Linked DNA regions of Mus musculus: region 1 is linked to region 2. The links are chromatin contacts, called in public Hi-C maps. All regions are on one chromosome and are shown on one strand. Each heading gives the region's core, a stretch centred on a gene start, on an enhancer-like site or on the middle of the called end of the contact. The rest is flanking DNA. Distances are from core to core; before and after follow the strand shown. Region 1 overlaps Enox1 (ecto-NOX disulfide-thiol exchanger 1). Region 2 overlaps Enox1 (ecto-NOX disulfide-thiol exchanger 1).

What was found. Hi-C and Micro-C count contacts between places; a contact is called where the count stands out from the background.
Region 1: a contact with region 2 is called in a Hi-C map of cerebellum, with 2.5 times the contacts expected there. The contact joins two enhancer-like sites. A contact is called at or near these places in 1 of 484 Hi-C or Micro-C datasets (cerebellum) and 2 of 115 datasets of contacts at active chromatin or transcription factors (both in embryonic stem cells).

Annotation. Positions count from the first base shown.
Region 1 is chr14:77,638,381-77,641,728 of GRCm38.p6, forward strand. The region is part of intron 14 of Enox1 (ecto-NOX disulfide-thiol exchanger 1); the gene reads left to right. Among named protein-coding and RNA genes, the nearest start is that of Gm52115, 43 kb to the left of the region's middle. Within about 2 kb of position 1,346, at least 5 of the 459 cell types and tissues checked have an H3K27ac peak or open chromatin away from gene starts, as enhancers often do. A contact at or near this core is called in cerebellum, where this site is marked.
Region 2 is chr14:77,255,358-77,258,572 of GRCm38.p6, forward strand. The region is part of intron 1 of Enox1 (ecto-NOX disulfide-thiol exchanger 1); the gene reads left to right. Among named protein-coding and RNA genes, the nearest start is that of Enox1, 100 kb to the left of the region's middle. Within about 2 kb of position 1,809, at least 16 of the 459 cell types and tissues checked have an H3K27ac peak or open chromatin away from gene starts, as enhancers often do. A contact at or near this core is called in cerebellum, where this site is marked.

The DNA of each region.
Region 1 (3,348 bases), core at 96-2,595, 380 kb after region 2:
GACAGGTGCAGCCCGGGGGCTCACTTCTCACCAGCCTAGCCTAGTTGGCTAGGTTCTGTCTTCAAAAGCATGCTGAACAGTGCCTGAAAAATAGTAAGAAAACTAGACCTCTGGCCTCCATGTTCACAAATGTGCATGTGCACATACACCTGCATTCAGAAACACACATACACATTCTCTCTGTCTCTCTCTGTCTCTCTGTCTCTCTGTCTCTCTCTCTCTGTCTCTGTCTCTCTCTCTCTCTCTCTCTCTCTCTCTCTCTCTCTCTCACACACACACACACACACACACACACACACACGAAGTAGAAGTGATTGCTGTTGGAATGCATGAGTCCTGAGTTGGGGCTACATAGCTTCAGGAATGATACGCTGCACTTTTGTTGAGGAATATCAGACTGCAATCTGGCCCACTCTTTCTAAAACCCTATGGACTTTGTAGAATTTTCAGCTGTCATTGGAAAGGGGACAGCTGTGATCTGGGGATTAAGAAAACAGAGCGTGTGCCATGAGAAATACTACAGAGAGAGGAAAACCCAAGTATGGAAAGTAGGGGAAATAGAATTTTAAAAAATTCATTGACAGATGTGTATCTAAACACATCAGTTGGTGAATAATGTTCTCCAAGCAATAGGGTCTTTAGTAAACTTAAAATAATAGAGCATAAATTATCACCATTGCACATGGGTATCCTTTAATTACTCCTTTAAATACACAAACCCAAACAATACTTTCTGGGTGAAAAAAAAAAGATTGCTTTTGTTTAAACCAGAGAAAGCTGTTAAAGTGGTGGAAAACTGGACAAAAAGGTGAACTGAGTGCCTTCTGAATTCCCTCAATTCATATTGGTTGCTGTCTTAAACCAGGACCATGAATTTCCTACAAATATGTTTTCATGATTAAGGGTGACTACCTCAAAAGACAAGCCAGCCAGGAAAAAATATACACCCCCCCCCATCCCTCACCCCCCCACCCACATATACATACACACATAATACAGTATATAACACACATACATACAGTATGTATACACACACATGTGCACTTATACATACATACAGTGTGTTTACATACACACACATATGTACGCACACACATACACACATATATATACAGTGTATATACACACACACACACACACACACACACACACGATAACATATTGGGAAGTGATCAATGGCCAGGTCATAGAGATTATGTCTTAAACATCTCTTGCCATTTTAAAGTAATTTTTTGAGCCCTGGCTCTGAGTCCTAACTGGTTGTTGTTCACAGTGTGTGCTAGACTAATCAGTGAGATTTGGAGGTCAGAGCCAGCCAGGAAAATGTCACTGCAGTCATCGCTCAGGTTCCTGCACTTGGAAAGCCAATACAACAGCTGCTGTGTGAAGCTCCTGGGGTTGTCCATATGTCCCAACAAGGGGTGCAGGGATGGGGCTTGCCAGCATGATAATCTGTCCATTTCCCCAAAGATCAGGATGGCAGTCACAGCCTGCAAGCCACTGTCACACTTCAGGCAGCAGGCCCTCTTTCCCTCCAGAAAAGATGCCTCTAATTCCTTTCAAAACCTTGAGGCTTGTTGTGGTTCGAGAGACTGTTCTGTTGCATGGAAGAGACGCATGCTGGGGTCTCAGCACGGGAACACGAGCCATGCATCTGTTGCACAAGGAGCTGTGGCAGGGATCCTCAGTAATTCAAAGGAACAGTTGCTGGTTCCATTTGCACAATTGCTCTGCTGCTAGGAAATGCACTTTAACACAAAGGTTTATTTGTTTTTATAGTGTGGTTTGAATTCAACTTGAGACATGGCCCCTCACCTTCTGGAGGTTACAAGTTCAAGGTCTAGGCATCAATAAGGTTGGCTCCTTCCAAGGCTGTGGGAAAGAAGCTGCTCTTCCCAGTTAGACTGCAGGCAGCCGGGTCTGCCCTTAGTTTGCAGACACATGTCCCTGCTCTCTGCCTTGGTTTTCATGAGATGCTCTGCTTGTATGTGTGTCCAGATTTCTGCTTTTCATAAGAACACGGCTCACGCAAGGTCAAACATTCAGCCTGCTCCAGTCTGACTTCATTGTAGCTAATCACGTTTGCAATGACCCCCCTTTTCCAAATAACCTCACCTTCTGTAGCTCAGAAGGCCGGAACTTCAGTTACAGATGGCATGGAGTATCTGAAGAATTACAACAAGCACATGGTAATTGAAAGCGTGTATTGAGTAGAGGATGAAGGAACCACAGCCAAGAGGCAAGAATAACATGGCACCTGTGGAGCTCTGGATGGTGTGGCATTCATGCCATCATGCCATCAAAAAGAATAAAGCAGGAGAGGTCAGAGCTGTATCATTATGCCATGCATGTGGTACCTCCTTAGTACACAGGAGTACTGTGCCCACAGCTTTTGCAATGTTTTCAATGTATTGGATATTAAGCAGGTACATGGCTATTCTGTGAGGACACAGGTTTAAAATGGAGGTGCTTTTTAAGGCTCATATTTCTACCATGTTCTGTCATGTAGAAATAAATCACCAGAGCTCTAAGAATCCTCACAGCCGTGAAACATGAGTTTCGTTGATCGTGGTAATAAATACCTGGGATAAACACACTTGCAGCCTTATGAGTTTTGCCCACGGCTTTGGATAATTTGGGGCATGGACAGTTGCATGTGTTGTTTCTGGGCCTGTGGCTGTGTAGAAGGTTATGATGGAGGCAGTCTGGAGAAACAGAACAGACTGTTTTTAAGCAGCCGAGAAACAAAGGGAAGAATAGGGAGTCAGGGCACCGATCCCCCCAATTCAAGGGCACATCTCAATGACCTGAATTCCTTCCTTCCACAAGGGTTCCTCTGCCTTCCAGAATCAGGCCTTGATAGTTTCTAAGCCTTCAGTGTTATCAGCAATTTGAGGACATACAAGATCAAACCAGAACAACTGTTATATGATCATTTCTGTAATTCATTTACATTTGTGGGTATTGCCACACACACACACACCATAAAAAAGAACCTTAAATGGCCTTAGAAGTAGCGGATGATTTTTAGAATTGCCTTCAGCGTTAGCCAGAAGTTTCTGGTTTGTTTCCTCTTCTATTCCCTTGCCAGTACGCTCATGAGCATTGCTCTGTTTCTTACGTGTTTATGGAAAAACAAAAAACAACAGTACCGAGCAGAGGTCTTAAAAATGAGGAGCCTTAGGGTGACTTTGTCCTGGTATTTGTTTCTAAGTTTGACCCTACACTACACATGAGTCATAATTTAACAATATTAGACGTTTCATACAAGAGGAAATAACAGCTTGTAGCCATGGTAACACGATCACCTTTACCAAGCCATACGACAGCAATTAAGTTAGCCTCTTC
Region 2 (3,215 bases), core at 559-3,058:
GACCTTTAGGAACCAAATATGAGGCTGGCTGACCAATTCAGTGGGCTGTTGTTGGCTGCTGGGGTAGAAACAGCATTGGCAGCAATGGGAAGCTCATTTCTCCTTTGGGAAATCATGCTTTGAAGTCTGTTTTAGGAGAGCTGTATCTTAAAATATTAAATATTTTCTGTCCTAAGCATAGGCTGAAAGAGTGGCAATGAGTTCCAAAGCTATCTTTTTTTATTAAAGGTCTGCTGATTGTGTGTGTGTGTGTGTGTGTGTGTGTGTGTGTGTGCACATGCATGCACATTATAATCCAAATAGAAGGTCTGCTTATAATTGCAATCTGGTGTCCTATTATTGGGTGGGCAGGACTTGTCCAAGCATAGAAAAACTTAATTTCAGGCTTAGCCAGCAATGAAGTTAATAATAAAACATATTTTATTGAATTTAAAACAGCAAGATTCTTGCTAATTCATTTTAAACTATTTCCCAACATTTTTCTTCCCAAGAGAAAAATTTACGTATCTGCCAAATGGGAGAAGGGCCAGGCAGACTGATGCATTCCCCTTGTCCTGCGGGAGACTGCGCAGGATGGACGACGGGTCCAGCTTCAGTGTTGTTTGTACCATGGTATATCTATGTGACGAGGGCAGGTGTGTGTGTTGCTGTTTTACTATTTTTTCATGGATAAAGTAGGAGAATTAGATTTGGTGAGTTCTGAGGTCTTTCTACATCTAACATTCTATTGAAACTGAACATGTCAACAGCAGGACGATAAACACAGAGACAGGAAAGGAGTGAGATGGTAACCTGAGGAGAGAAGGTGTTGACTCCTCTCCCTTGCAGGTCTCCCCGGCCTATCTCAGGGTGGTGAGATGCTTCCCAGTTTCCCTGATGTGCCCCTGACTCTCTTTGTCTCCAGTGTTTGTGTACAATTCTCCCCCACTTCCACCTTACTGCCCTTCCCTGTCTCTATGGTGTAGTTGGGACTTTTCAGGACGATGCAAGAGTTATTGATGAAACCTGGGATATACTTTTGGGGGTTTTTAAAATTCTATTTCCTAGGATTTGCTTTTGCTATTGTTTCAGATTTACTAACTATGAAAATGATTTATTTGAGCTTTTGGGTTGTATGTTAGTGATGATGATAATCATGATGATGATACTCACGAGGACTTCTCCCTAATATGCTCAGCTGTACTTAATGCTACGAGTCAGTTAACCCTCATGACAATACTGTAAGAAATTTACTTTACTTGTAACCATATTTCTGATTCAGGAAGGGTGAGTAATTTGCCCAGGCTTTACACATAAGCAAAGGAAAGCTAAGATTCAGTCCTAGGTAACCATTCTCAGATGCCAATGGCTCTTAGACACTGGGTCTTATTGCATTTCCTCTAAGGCAGATATGATGTATTTTACTCCCTTTTGTATACCCTTTAGAATTGGTGTAGCACTCAAGGAAAGCATACTTTGTGTAGAATTGAATTAAAGAAATATACTCAATCCAGACGCCGGAGCAGAGCATGGCTTTCTGACCATGTTTTCCAGGTCTCAGGTCTCTTGGGGGACAGAACCTGTACCCATAGCACACTCAGGTATGCATGCTGAGCAGGGACACATTTATGGTCAGAAGGTGCCCACTTCCTTGCTGTGTGATCTTGATGAATAAATTCCATCTGGCAGTTTCTAGTTTAGCAAATCAAGGTTGGAGTTAAGCAGCTCCCATTGAGTTCTGAAGCAAAGGCTTCCTTACCACTTGCACAGAAGTACAGATGAGCTAATATGCGAGCCAAGTGGGGATTGGCAGAACAGATGGCACAGAAGGTCACCGAGCACTGTACTCAGTTATTAGAACAAAGGAGCCTGCAAGGTTCTGTTTGCCTGAGTACTACTGACTTATTTTGGGATACAGGAGGCTTTTTCAATTATTAAGAGCATATGACACAAGAAAGAAAGATCAATGTTTATGTTCCTAGCTCAATATATCTATCTACCTTATTGGAGGTGTGTGTGTGTGTGTGAGAGAGAGAGAGAGAGAGAGAGAGAGAAAGAGAGAGAGAGAGAGAGAGAGAGAGAGAGACATAAGAAAGTTAATTCTTTTTATCTTTCTTGCCATGGTACAAAATCAGTATCTTCCTGATGGGATAAACATCCCATTTAGTGCATAAAATATATTGTTTATTCATTATACTTTCTCATACCATAGCTATCTGACAGTCATATTCCTGGCAGTACCACCATCTGGAACACACACACACACACACACACACATACACACACACACACACACACTTTTAGGGATAATTGAGCCCAGTTGCCTTACTTAGTAGATGAAGAAACACAGCCTCAAGAGACTAAGGGGCCTAGCCAAGGATTAGGCAAAACTCTACAAATAGGAAACAGCAACTACACAGTTTGAGGACTGTTTACACTGTCCACACTTTGTGACTGTGTTTGAGATTTTTTTTTTCTTATGTGAGGCTTTATGGAGAAGGCAGACTTCCCTGGCCGAGGGGGGTTTGTGGAGCTCTTGAGAAAATCATGTCTGCCATGAGGCCACGGCTGAGAAGCACCCGGGGAAATGGTCTTAAGTAATTCTTTGAAGATGACAGTGGTGTGAACTTGTTCCTTCCTAGGTCTTCTGCTTCCAGGAGGAAAAGCTGCTGACCATGGAAGGAGTTGATATGGGAGAATGTAGAACAGGGAATCTAGTAGCATTCAGTTTGAACAAAACTAGTGACTTTCTGTTCGTTTGTTTGTTTGTTTAACTCAAGGAGAGCCTACTTTTATTCCAACTTCAGATCTAAGGTGATATTGACAGCCATAAATCAGAGAAGGATCTTCTTTCTGCCCGTTGTTTGAATGTAGAACTCAGGCGAACAAAAGAACATCTTGAGTGCTCTCAGATATAAAGAATGAACCCTAAAAGAGTGAGGTGTTTACCCCACTGTCATTGTCACTCCCTGGACACCTGCTGTGAGTGACAGCAGATCTCTAGAGCATGAACAGACTCGTTTGACATTAGTGCAGGGAAAACTGTCAGTGCGAATCAACTTGATGTTTGGCCATTAATTTTAAAACAGCATTTGGTATACAGGAAATACTGTGATCAAGGGGGTTGTTCCTGCAAAGGGTCATGGGAAATGTGAGAAAATGGAGGAAGATGAATAGCTTACATGACATTTGGTCATCTAGGCAGTGTGTCAAGTCTGGGACTTCACTTTTATTTG